Regions from separate parts of the Mus musculus genome. Here region 2 is linked to region 1. The links are chromatin contacts, called in public HiChIP or PLAC-seq maps. All regions are on one chromosome and are shown on one strand. Each heading gives the region's core, a stretch centred on a gene start, on an enhancer-like site or on the middle of the called end of the contact. The rest is flanking DNA. Distances are from core to core; before and after follow the strand shown. Region 1 holds the start of Hemk1 (HemK methyltransferase family member 1). Region 2 overlaps Cacna2d2 (calcium channel, voltage-dependent, alpha 2/delta subunit 2).

Region 1 (6,545 bases), core at 1,753-4,252:
AGAGTGGGAATGAGTCCTAGCAGTGCTGCAGAGGGGCAGACCTAGAAAGAGAAAGAATTTCTAGCCTATGGCTACATATATGTTTCTCTGTGCGTCTCATAGGTGTACATGGGATGCCTCCTCTTGCAGGTGTGCACATACGTATGAGCGGTGTGCACATATCGTTCATGGTCCCTTAGGAAGGAGCAAAGCTGGCAGAGGGTCATGCATGGAGTAGACGCATTCCTTTCTGTCCTCTCCAGCTTGGCTCAGCAAGAAGTCTCAGGTTCTCTTCTGGGCTCTGTCACTGATCCCAGCCATGACCTTGGACCAGACCCTTAACTTGCTCTGAGTCTGTTTATTACTGGCAAAAAAAGGAGAGAAGCCACCCTGCCGAGTATTTTATTGGCTTGTCTCGGGGGTCCAAAGGGGAAGGGAAGAACACCGGGGTAAAAGTGGTGTGCACCGCGACCTCCAAGAAGCTATCGAGTCTCTTAGTCCTCCCTATCTCAATCCCCACGCCCGCCTCCACGACCCTGTGGTTTCTCCATTCTTGCTCAGAAGCAGCCGATCTCAGCACTTACTTAATCCTCTCCGGTGCGCCGAGCTCAGTCTGAGAAGCTAAGGTTGGTAGTGACCCGCAGGAGGCGTGGGCGGGGGAACACCCAGGCCCGGGCGTTGGGGGCGACAGGTCCCGACTCAAGGTCCGCCTTGCGTGCGCGCAGGATCAGCTAGTATTAGCCTGCGCTGGCTGACAACCTGAGCTGGGGTGGGCTGGGTCCGGACCACGGAGGGGGTGGGGCTGGGATGAGCAGCCTCGGGGGATCCCCAGGAGCCGGAGTGCCTTGCCTCCTGCCCCCCCCAGCGCCTCCGGACCCTGATTGGCTGCTTCGCCTAAAGCTCGATCAGCATTGGCTCACTCGCCTGTCGCTCAGATATAGCTCTGCTCCCAGCGGGAGCTTGGACCTGAAACCGGACAGCTAAAAGAGATTCTCTCTGAGAATACCTCTGACCCTGATGGCCTGCCGGAAGTTAGGCAGAGGACCGTAGGTAGCCAGGTCCTTTCTGGGTCAGAATTCTGACTCCTGGACACCTCCACCCGCACTGGGGCAGACTTGTAAGCCGCAAAAATCATAGGTACAGAGATTTGGTGAGAGCACCACCAGACCTGGAATATTTGAAACCTAAAATGAATTCAGTTTGATCTTCTATTGAATTTATGACCTTGAACAGCAAACTGCTTCTCTTCTTTTGTCTCAGTTTCCTGCCTATATAGGAACTCTGGTGTTTTGGAACAAGGGCGGTTTTTGGTAAGTGACTCCTGGAGACTTCAGTCCAGAGATGTTGAGATGGAATTATCTGTGTGATAGCCCACCTATTCCTCTCATAATAGTTTTCATCCACAGCAAAATTCATCTCAGGACAGAAGTACCGATTTCCTATACCCAAGAGCTGTATCCCCAACCATTTAAAACTACCCTCACCCCATCCCCTAAACAGACTGTGTGTAACCCAGGATGGCCCGATACTTATTATGTTGCCCAGGTTAGTCTTGAACCAAGGCAATCCTCCACCTCCTGGGTGCTTGGGTTTTAATTTTTAATTAATTAGTTTCATGTGTGAGGATGTTTTGTCTGCACACGTATCTGTACACTACATATGTGTCTGGTGTTCAAGGAAGCCAGAAGAGGGCATTGGATCCTCTGGTACTGGAGTTACAGACTGCTGTTAGCCTCCTTGTAGGTGCTCAAAATTGAACCTGGGTCCTTTGGAAAAGCAGCCAGTGCTCTTAACCACTGAGGCATTTCTCCAGACCCCCTTGTACTGGGACTTATAGGTGTGCACCAGTACACCCAACTCCCAGCCCCTCTCCCTTTTTACTCAAGTATTTTATTTTTTACTTTTTTGAAGCAGGATTTCATGTAGCCCAGTCTGGCCTTAAAAGATGAGTTTCTGGTTTCCCTGCCTCCACCTGCTGAAAACTAGGATTTATAAGTATTACCAAACCCCATTTGTGGGCATCAAACCCAGAGTTGTGTGACTGTTAGGTGAGCACATCAATTGAGCTACCCCGTGAACTATTTATTTTTGAATATTTTATGTTATTTCTTAAAATTATAAGTATGTATGTTTGGATGGGTATGTGTACATGGGTGCTTGGAATTGAAACCCAGTTCTCTGCAAGAGCAGTATGTGTTCCTAACCGCTGAGCCATCTCTTCAAGGTCCCGTCCCACCTTTTAAATTTTGAGACAGATTTTTACTAAATTACTCAGGATGGCTTTGAATGTATGGTCCTCCTGCGTCAGCTTCTCCAGAAGCTGTGATTACGTGCCTGCACAACCAGGTCTTGCTATGAATATTACAAAAGATACAACTAAAGCCTAGAAGGTCTGGGCATTTAAACAAAGTTAAACAACGAGCTGCCAACAGAATCAGGATGTAAATCCAGTTTTCCAGTATTCGCTGTTTTGCTATCTGCTCCAAATTCTATGTGCGTGTGAGGTCAGGAGGGTCCTTAGAAACTGGGTCCCTTTCCGAAAACAGAGACTGCCCCCAAACACTGAAACCCAGTCACACGCTGCTAGACCTATCTTACAAGCAGTTAGAACAACGCACCCACCTCCCGCCCCCCAAAATCTGGCTCTCAAGCCCAGCACACGTGGGTGACACCCTCGCGGTTTGTTTTTTGCCCACACTCCGCCCCAGCTGGATATGTAAACGTTTGCTTCAAGCAATCACCGCAGGCTGGAGCCATATCTCTGTTGAGACCTTAAGGAAGACTAGTGGGTCTGGGACCCAGCAGAGCATCTCTCACATTCCTGTACTTCCCCTTAGGGGGGCTGCAGATGCTGGCCAGTTGAGCCTCCTCAGCATCCCACAGTCTTCAAAGGAAAATCCGGCCACTTTAGGAACCCTAGACCAAGGAGACGCGGTTCACCGGAGCCCTTTCTCAACAGCACCGAGGCGGAAGCAAGGCGCCGAGGGAGTGCACTACAGGTTACGCACATCCGGGGTGGGGTGGGGGGGCGCTAACCCTGGGTCAATTTTCTGGTACTTGTGTGTGGGCCGGGCGAGCGTGCATGCCCTCTGGTAGGTATGCACCAGAGCAGGAGATCCGGATGGGAAATGCATGGCCGCAACGTTGATTTTGAGACAGGGATGGCCCTCTCCCTCGCTTTCAGGGGTGGAGAGAGGGCGCGCTTATATCGTTGATAATGTGTTTGCGGATCTGGGATGGACGCTGTGTCGAGGCTTGGAGATTTGGTTCCTTCCGTAGCTGGGTACTGGTGGACCCAGTTGCGTCAGGAATCTAGCAGAACCGGATTTGTGTTCTGCCCGGGGTATTTTATACCTGAGTTACCGTGGGCAAGTTGCTTTCCTCTTCTGGAGCCCTGTCTGAGAGGATGTGGCAGTTAGCAGGTTCTCGCAAATCTTAGTTTGGACCTTACTTAGTTTGGAAGTAGAGGGGACCACAGATTTTATGTTTTCAGATAACTTGTTTATGCTAACTTAAGCGTAACATTGTTCATTATGGGTTAAAATAGAGGCAACGTTTCAGCTTCTAAACAATAAGGAATGTCACAAGCCAAGCTCCCAAGCACGGCAGTCTCCTGCCATCTGTTAGTGAGTCCCAAGGGTCTTCCAGGCCCCTGATAGTCGTTGGTCAAGGCACCACTCTCCAGAAAGCTAGTGTTATTTATTTCTCCCACATTAGGAGCAAACTGGAAGTCAGAAACAACGGCTCAACTGCACTCACTCACACTGGGGTCTGACATAGGTCTAACCTACTCCCAAACCTACACCTTGACTCTTAACAGGACAGAGCCCTGCCAGTTCAACCTACCTATGCTAAAAATAACAAAACGTTACTGGCCAAGACAAGAAGGAGTCAGATAGCTGGCTGGGGATATGAATATAGTCCAGGAGGCGACAGACTAAAAAGCACACCCTTTCCTGGCACATTTTGAGTCTTTTTCCACATCCTTCTTTAGGGTAGCAGAAACATCTGAGAAACAAAACAGAGAACTGGAACCCATGACTGATTCTTCACCCAGCCCAGCCCAGGGATCACCCTGAGCCCCTACCTCAGTGCAGATAGCACAAGAGAGACTCAGGCACTTGGAAGCCTTTCTCCAAGAATGAAGCTCTGGGGACAAATACTTTGGACCCTTCTATCTGTTCCCCGAGGAAGGAGGGGAGTCCTCCAGGGCTGGGCCTTCAACTCATGGAAGACTTATTCATCCCTGACTGGGCCGTTGAGTGCCACAGGGATGGTTAATCACTGGACACGGGTCTTTGAGGAAAGAGGTATCCCAGAGGCCCGGGAATCCAGTGAGTACATCGTGGCTCATGTCCTCGGAGCCAAAACAGTTAAGTGTAATGTTAGGGAGGACAGGGAGAGGGAGGAGGGAACTCTCTGGGGAATAGATAGTGAAAGGGGGGTTGTTTTATTTGTTTTTATTTTGTTTGGTTTTAATTTTTGCCTCAATCGGGCTGCTTAATTGAGTCGGGTGGGATTTTGCTGAACAAATGTTTCAGGCAGACATGTATTCATTCATCCAACAAACTACTGCAGTGTGTTCCAGGTACTGTGTGTTCCGGGATGATTAAGTGGCTAGTGTTGAGTTGACAGACATTGTCCACACAAACCTGGGTGTGTGTCCCTAGACCAAGGGAGCCAGCCACTCACATTCTCCATGGGAACAGTTTCAGAGCCTGAAACCAGCACTTTGGACCAAGCCACTGACCCCTCAACAATTGGAATGCATCCAGGAGCTATGTGGCCGTAGATTACAGAGGTAAGCACCCATGGACCGATCCGAGGACTCTACAGAGATCCATCTTTCACCGGTTCCACCAAATTATGGCCAGGGAGGAGTAAAGTGTCTGAGGTCGAGAGGGATCTGTTGGGGTAAGGAGGTAGGAGGAGAGGGACTGGTGTTGTAAATTGAAAGAAGGGAAAGGCTAGTCTGTTTGTCCTAGGGTACTGCAGTCAGGACCCTGCTGAATAGCCTTAGCTACATTAGTCCTCAGTTGAGCTCTGGCCTTATTCATCCTGGTCCTGGTCCTGATGACTCCCTGGATACTCCTCCTGCAGGATGCCGGTGCAGTATATCCTTGGGGAGTGGGACTTTCAGGGGCTCAGTCTGAAGATGGTACCCCCAGTGTTCATCCCTCGGCCAGAGACAGAAGTGAGTATCTCACTAAGACAGGATGAAGATGAGAAAAAGGTTCAAGGCACCCGTCTTGCTCCAGACTTCCTCCAGGGGGCGCTCGGGCCCCATGGCTGCCATTCACAGCACCTTTCACACATAAGTCTTGCTGGCTAGGTTGACTGAGCCATGATTGAGGATCCTTCTTGCCCCCTCCCTTTGACTCTCTTTAAATTCCAAACCTCTGCCCCAGCCTCAGTGACCAGAAGTGACAGAGAATGGTTCAAGTAGTGCTCAACTTACTGTGTTCATTAGAAGCTATCCTATGGGCCCATGGCAGACTCAACCCATGGGAAATAAGTGGCCTTCAGCAACTTAGAGGGCATGGAGGAAATAGGAGGGGCTCTGCTGGAGGCCTGGCATGAGCAGTGTGGACTTACAGGTGATTGCTGTCTACTCTGGACTCAGATGATGGACTGTCAGGCCTTGCTGTCTGTGACTTGGTGGTCTGGTCAGGTGATTGCTTGTGTCAGTCCCTCAGATGACTAGAACTGGTGGTTGTGTGGCCCATGCGTGCTGCCCCTTGGGGACACACCCTGATCTTTGAGAGATGTTTTTCTGTTTTTCTTGGATTTCCCCTGACTTTGTTGATGGCAGAGCTGAAAGCTGGAAAGTAGACTCTGGGGTAAAGTGGGGTTGCATGAGGGGATGCTGAGAAAAATCAGAGGGCACTAGACTCTGAAAAAGATTGATTTCTGGAAAGATATCCTGGCTCATAAACATTCGTGGGAAAAGTCTGTCCCCTTCCACCTTTACTGGGTGTGGCCTTTGAGCTGCCTGCGTTTCATCCTTTTAATCTCCATCCCTTGATCGTGAACCCTCTGATCTGTCTGAAGAGATGGCTTAGTGCTTAAGAGCACTGACTTCTCTACCAAAGGACCCAGGTTCAATTCTCAGAACCCACACAGTGGTTTACGACCATTTCTAACTACAGTCCCATAGGATCCAATGCCCTCTTTGGCCTTTCTAGGTACTGCATGCACATACATACAGGAAAGATACTATATACACATTAAAAAAACAAAACCAAAAAGCCAAATCTGTTGATCCCCTGGTTTACCCCCTTACCGTGTGGCAGGACTGGGAGAAGTCACAGGGTTGTCAAGGAAGGGGACCCACAGGCAGCTCCTGAACTTTCTGACTCTATCCTATTTAGAACTGGCATGACCTAGGCCAGGGACAGATACTCTAAGCATGATGTGGCCTGTCATCTTCAGGCTTTTAGGAGATTGCCCGGTAGCTTCTTCCAAATATGTGACCATGGTCAGGAGATCACTTGCCATCCTCGGATACTGTTAAGGTTCAGAACATAGAGGGACAGCTATCATGGGACAGCTATCATGGGACAGCT
Region 2 (6,545 bases), core at 2,809-5,308, 170 kb before region 1:
TTGCCTGCCAGTACCATGGGCCTACCCAGCACATCCAGGTATTCCTGGGAGAGGAGAGGCACTAAATGTCCTTCCCAACTCACTCTTCTCTCATCTGCTGCCATGGACAACAGCAGCCACCAGGGGTCGCTATCGGCCCATGGCTGGAAAGCACGCAAAGCATGCAGCCACAACCAGAGGGAAGCCAAGGCCTGGGAGGGGCCGCCTCCTCCACAACCTCACCTGTGTGTTGATGCGGATGGCTCCGATGGAAGGGATCTCAAAATAGTAACCTGCAAAGGGAGGAGATGTGGGTTTGACTGGCACAGCAAGGCCCGCAGCACAGGGGGTAATGTCGCCTGGGTACACCTGCAACACTCTGTGTATTGTGACTCTCCCCCAACTCCTTTATGCTCCCTGTCACTGCCCTGGCACTGTGACCAACGCTACAGGAGAGGATAGATTGTAGGGGTCTAAAGAAGCAGCAGAGGTGGGAGTGGTTAACAGAGACAGGGTGGAGGAAGGAGCCTCATCCGAGGACGTCAGAAACGTGAGTTTTACCCAATCAATCAACAGAGATGGATTGATCAACAAACAGACATTAGCAGAAAGGCTGGAGACAGACAGACAGGGGACATACAGCCAGATGGTCAAGCAAGACAGCCCACCAAATAGACAAAGCACCGGAAAAAGGGTATGTATGGAAGGACAGACACACAGTGCGTGAACAGACAGCTGGACACATGGATGGACAGCTAGCAGAAGGACACAGCAGGCAGAGGCTGAAACCCGATGAGGTACCTTTGTTAGTACAGGCCATCCACTGCAAGGGTGTGACATCATAGTTATGCTGTCCTACGGAGAACGTGAACACACGTACCTGCCGGGACGATGAGGTTATCACAATGGCCACCGGAGGACGACGGCCCTCTCCCGTCCTGGACCCAGCTCAGGGCAGCCACCCACCAGGGCTGAGGCTCACCGTCCGATTGGGCCAATTGTACTTTTCGAAGACATCCTGCACGCGATCCTCACCCCCATCCGTGAACATCATGATCATCTTATTGCAGTTAGCCCGCGTGATGTTGGACTAGTGGAGGATGAACACAGAGTCAGGCAATCCTTGGTCTCTCACAGGTCCAGGGTGGGGCTTCCTCCCTCACGGCAGATGGTACTGTCTGTCTAAGCTGCCTGTTTACTATTAACAAGGCAATCCATCTTCATCTTCCCATGTCACTAAGCCTGGTCCCTCGCCCACCCCTTGCTACCCATTTGCCCACCCGTGGGGCTCACATTCTGTAGCTGGTCAAAGGCATACTCAAAGCCGGCCTTGTAGCCTGTGGTGCCCTTGGCCACCATGCCCTGCACAGCTTCCTTGAACACCTTCTTGTTACGCACATTGGCCTGCACCAGGTGTGTGAAGCAAGACACAGGCTGCGCCTTCTCGTTGAACTGTGGGGACAGTGGGGGGTGGTGAGTGGCTTCAGGCTGGCCACACAGTGTGCAGCTGTTGTACAGGGCTGATGGTTGTCATGGGAGCAGGTTGGATGGGGGTGAGTGGTACCCATCCTGCCTGCCACCTTGCCACTCACTGAGGCCACGTTCACATAGTCATCATCAGAGAGCGTGTCTAGCATCTCACAGACGGACGTCTTCATCAGCTTCAGAGTCAGGCCGCTCACGCTGCCACTCCTGGAAACCAGGCATGGAGGGGGCGCATGCATGTGGGCTCTCAGGGTTTTCCCGTCCTTCCCTCATAAGGTGCCCGGGCAGAAGAGTCCAGTCCTAGCCCATCCCACCAGCCTACAAGGCTCACTCACACATCCACAATGATGACCATGTCCTTGGGTGATGAGGCCCCCTGTATATACCTGCCAGTGAGAAGACTCAGTTAAGGACGGCACCTCCGGGACCTGCGGGGTCTTCCTTCTTCCACCCACTTACTGATTCCTGTGCTTCTTTCTACTGACCACGCACTATGGGGGTTGGAATGGGCCTGGGCACTGGGAAGACCATGCTCAATAAAAAAGACAGTTTTTTTTTTCTTGTGACGTGAGTGATCTGGTTCCCTCATTAAGTAAACAAGAGGTGAGGGGGAGGGGCAGGTGATCCACGGGGACAGAAGGCTTTAGTGGCTTGTGTCCTCTGTCCTAGAGAGACTCCAGAGAGTCTGGCTGTGTAATGGAGGAGGGAGGGAAGATCATGGAGTAGTGTGAGAGAGGCAGAGCAGAGGGTCGGGGTGTCCAGGGATCAAATGAGTAGGTGGGGCCGGCTGACCTGACGGAGGCTCTAGCTACCCCTGGAAGCACCCTCCCTGGTCTGCTTTCAGTTCTGAGTGGGTGTGGGGGGGCTGGGTAGTGGACGACACGCGTGGGGGCAGAGGCAGCTGGGCGGCTTGCCTGGGCGATGGGATCCATTTTCCAGTGGCAGCGATGTGTGAAATGAAAATTGGATAGAGCTGGCTGCGCCCTGCTCGGAGGTCTGGATATTGGGAGGGAGGGGAGCGGGCACGAAAGATGGGGAGTTGAGGGGGTGTCTCGCCTCCACCCCCCTTGCTCACTCACCAGGGTCGTCTTCTGACATCGTACAGGTCAATCTTCTTGGGGGCTCGCCATGGTGTGGCTGTGGAAAGAGGGGGTGAAGGGGCCCGGCCCGGCAGAAGGGTCTGACTGGAGCAGGCGGGAGTGATGGGGATTGACCTGGTTCATTGTACCCCATGGACCTCAGAATGGGTAGGCTTGGAGATGGAGCAAGACGGGTGCTGGATGGGCCAGGGAGACAGTGGTGCCTACCTGGGTAATAGCGAGTGACTCCCGTGGCACTGCCAAAGACTTGCCACAACAGTGTAGGGTCTTGCCTACGGTTCTCAATGAAGACGTTCTCCAGGGCCTCTGTCCAGTTAAGCTCATTGAGGATGACGGTAGCTGAGGGGCAGGGCAGAAGGCTGGGGTTGGGAGGTTCGGGGTCGCCCCCTGCTAAACCCATCTCCGTGGCCTCCCCTGCTTTCTGCCTGCCCAGGCTTTCTTTGATTTCCCAGGATCTCATGTGGGGCCACACCAGCTCTTCCAGGGAGATTTTCTTGCTCTCCCTCCTCTAAATCATCAAAGGAATATCTCAGCCTACCCCTCATCCAGGCCTCGGTGAGCAAGCAGGGCTGATGTGGTTTGTGGCCTGTGGAGAAGGGCCGCCTGGGTGGCAGGGAGCTGTGAGTTGGGCCCCCATCCAGCATGCTGCCTGGAGCCTGCAGCCGGCCCCCAGGGAGCTCACCCACTCAGCATGCACTCCAGGCCGCAGCCACAAGAAAGCAATTAAGGGCCCGCTGATGGGGCTGGAATTATTCAGCTATTAAGGTACCTGATAAGCTGGAAGCCACTCAGCTCCATGATTAATCAACTGGGGCCAGGAGCAGGCAGGGGCAGCAGTGGGGGCTGCAGAGGGGCAGGGGTGGGGCCAGGATCCTCTTCCGACACAGGCGCGCACACACACTTGCACACATATGCGCACGTACATACAGCCTGCATCCATGGCAGGCATCGCTGCCTCTAATTTCTGTGCTTCCAGCCAAACGTAGGAGCCCCAGCCCCTTACGCCCAAACCCACCCAATTGCTACCATGGGCGAGGGGTACACAGGAGCTCTCACCACCAGTTACCCACCCTCATTAACCCCTGTGGCTGCACTTGGGTGGCCCCTCCCTTCTGCCAGGCCTACCACCGACCAAGGCTGATCTCTACTCTGTTGACCAACCTGGATGGCATTCTTGTCCCATCACTCAGGGTGCCCCGAAGTCTACCTGGTGTGTGTGTGTGTGTGGCATGTTTTTATCTCTACACTGGATCAGGCCACTCTACCCTCCGTGATCCCTATCAGAGATCTCAAGTGACAGGCAGAGAAGGTTCTCTCAGGCCTTTGATTCCCTGAGAACAGATGAGCTGTGCCTGACAGCCTCTCAGGCCCTGCCGGTGCCCAGGGGCCTGCCAACCCTCGCCCGCCCCTCTGCCTTTGCTTTGTGTGCGGGCTGTGCTGTGTCTCTGCTGTCTTGCTCCCTGAGCTTGGCTTTCATCCCTCTCTGTCTCTGGTTCTTCTTAACTGACCACAATATCAACATGAAACCTCTTTCTTCCATTGGCTCTGCCTATTGAGCAGCGTGTTATGGTCCTGTTTCTGATTTAGAAGCCTAGTGAGTTGAACACTTCTATTTTTCTTTTTAAGGAAAAAATGAAGCGTGGCACCCAAATGTTTCGCACAATGCCATGTGTCCTTGAGTCTGCATGGCATGCCTACCCATCCCTGGGCCTCTTCCTGTCTGAGAAACTTGGAAGTCCCTCAGGCTGCCAGCAGAGGGGTGACTCTTGCTGCAGGTGGATTGTCCCTACAGATATCTGCGACCACAAGGACATACCTGTATGACACACTGAAGCGAATACCCCCACATGCACACACGCCCACGCCACACCCATGCGCACACCCTCAGATCACAGTGAGTTGGGAAATGGGGACCATGCCCCCTCAGGCAGGCGATTACAGATTTAATTAAAAGTGACACAGTAAATAAAGAACATATAAAATGTAATTTGTGTGGGTAGCGAGGGGTGACTGGGGAGGGTGGTGTGGCTCCTGTTTTAATTAGTGTGCCTGCCTGTGATAGTGCCTCTCGACTGGCTCATGCAGGTGATCTGCTGGCATCCTGCTGGGGGCGGGGCTGGCTGACGTTGAGGGCGACAGGGGCTTCCTGGAAGACCCTAGGGTTCCCCCTTTTCCTGGAACCTATACAGTAGCTCTGCCTCCTTTGCCCCCATTTCCCCAGCATCCCAGCACACCATCCTCCACCTCCTCCAAACCCAGCAGATTTTGAGACTGTCCTATAGGTAGGTGCTCACATGGTAATGTCAGAACCAGGCAGGGCCTTCAATCTACTGCTGGAGGAAGTTCCTAAGGAACTGGAACAGTATATGGAGAAGATGCCTAGAGCCAAACACCAGATGAGGGGCCCCAGCAGTAGACTGGAGCTATAATGACTCCACTGTGCAAAGCTGTCCCACCCCTGGGACTTGGAATCTCAACCATATTTTCCTGGTCCCCCTTCACCACACTCTTGGCTATTGCAGGATAGAAACCATTTCCCATTCTTTCAGCTCTGGGCCATAGAGAGAAGTGGGTTAGTCAGGCCTGTGACTGTTGTCTACGGCAGCTGCCTTGCGGCCTTTAATCTCTGTGTCCACCTTATGCTGGCATTTCCCAGCCAGCCCCTCTTAATAGAGTCAGAGACGGGCAGGGGCGGCAAGGGGCTGTTCTGGGGGCATTCAGCCCAGCAGTGAGAGCAAGGGATGTATGTGTGCATGTATATGTGGGATATGTGTACACATAGGCTTAGACCATACCAGCAAAGAAGCTGTGTTTCAAGTTCTGCCAAGTGTGAAGGTCTATATGTGGGTAGGTCAGAGAAATGAACGTGTATGACCTTGGGTGCAGGGGACTGGCCAGAGGTAGGTGGCACTAGCTTTCTATCTCAGGGACCTGGAATGCTCAGGGAGTGGGCCCTACCCCACGTGGGTGGGAAGGGCTCTTCCCCCCTCCCCTTACACTTACAGCCTTTGTAGATGTCTGTGGGGATCTGCACAGCCGTGTATGAATAGTTGACTTTGTTCTTGAAGTTTGGGTCCTCGATGAAGTCCAGCCTTAAGGCGCTGGTCTTGGATCCCCTCTCCATATCTTCACTCTCAGGGTCATCCTGCAGAAAGCACCCCCACCCGTGTCAGGAAAATGGTGAGTGGGTTGGTTAGGCTCGCAGGTGAGGACAGGGAGGGCCAGAGTCCAGAAGACAGGGTCATCTTAAGGGCAGAGGTTATTGTAGAGACAAGAGACAGATGGAGAGACATGGGAGAACATGGGTACAGCATATGGACCCCTTATCCAGAAGGCTTCCCTGGGTGAATTTGCCTGCCTTTGCCCATCCATTTGCCAAATCACAGCTAAAACCAAAACCAAATGACCCCTTCTCTACATCCTTGAAAGGCAACTGTCAGTGAAGGAGGCAAACAGGAGAGCCAGTTAGGAGTGGGCTGCAGACTTCTGCTTCCAAGGACACGCCTTGTGCAATTACAGCAAAGCCTTGGCAGGCAGCTTTGCACCCCCATACTCCCCGCTGAGTCCCACCCTTCCCCCCCACCCCCGCCGTATACCGGCTCCTTTAGTACCAGACAGTCCTAGCCCCATTTGGGGAACCATCTCCCATAGCAGGGTAGCTCTAGAGATGAGTGGGGGCTAGTACAGAGACCGAGTGACCTACAGAGGGAGGGTCTACCATGCCCGCTAGCAGCAGGACTATAAAGGCCCCCGTTGATTTTCTAAAACAAGCTGCAGCTGCCTGACAGGTGCCAATTATGGTATCTCTCGGCCAGGCAAGCTGGGCATGCGCTGTGCAGCCCCCCAACCCCCAGCCGCCTACTACTACAGGCTGGCAGGAGTGGCGCCTTGGCTACAGAGACGATGCTGCCGCCCATGGGGGAACAGGCTCCAGTGCAGGTGTGCAAGCAAGGCAGGAAGATGCTGGAGAAAGTACAGAGG

What was found. HiChIP or PLAC-seq counts read pairs in DNA pulled down with a chosen protein or histone mark.
Region 2: an H3K4me3 HiChIP or PLAC-seq map of the SCID.adh cell line shows a contact between it and region 1, with 4 times the contacts expected there. The contact joins the enhancer-like site here to the promoter of Hemk1 in region 1. A contact is called at or near these places in 5 of 39 promoter capture datasets (the C10 cell line, embryonic stem cells, hematopoietic stem and progenitor cells and 2 more), 2 of 15 datasets of contacts at CTCF or cohesin (both in embryonic stem cells), 2 of 484 Hi-C or Micro-C datasets (embryonic fibroblasts and nephron progenitors), 21 of 115 datasets of contacts at active chromatin or transcription factors (the 230-238 cell line, the SCID.adh cell line, bone marrow-derived macrophages and 14 more) and 3 of 9 other capture datasets (adipose tissue, liver and pancreatic islet).

What each region holds. Positions count from the first base shown.
Region 1 is chr9:107,334,807-107,341,351 of GRCm38.p6, reverse strand. Hemk1 (HemK methyltransferase family member 1) reads left to right here and starts at 3,002. Exons shown (of 11, transcript NM_133984.2): 1 at 3,002-3,071; 2 at 3,974-4,351; 3 at 4,689-4,780; 4 at 5,080-5,173. The coding sequence starts at 4,121. It overlaps 6430571L13Rik (RIKEN cDNA 6430571L13 gene), which reads right to left and starts at 712. Exons shown (of 6, transcript NM_175486.3): 1 at 564-712; 2 at 1-41.
Region 2 is chr9:107,508,359-107,514,903 of GRCm38.p6, reverse strand. Cacna2d2 (calcium channel, voltage-dependent, alpha 2/delta subunit 2) reads right to left here. Exons shown (of 38, transcript NM_001174049.1): 6 at 5,568-5,709; 7 at 2,772-2,903; 8 at 2,544-2,601; 9 at 1,800-1,850; 10 at 1,572-1,671; 11 at 1,273-1,431; 12 at 962-1,069; 13 at 781-859; 14 at 223-272; 15 at 1-44. Among named protein-coding and RNA genes, the nearest start is that of Gm34037, 21 kb to the right of the region's middle. Within about 2 kb of position 4,058, at least 7 of the 459 cell types and tissues checked have an H3K27ac peak or open chromatin away from gene starts, as enhancers often do. A contact at or near this core is called in the SCID.adh cell line, where this site is marked.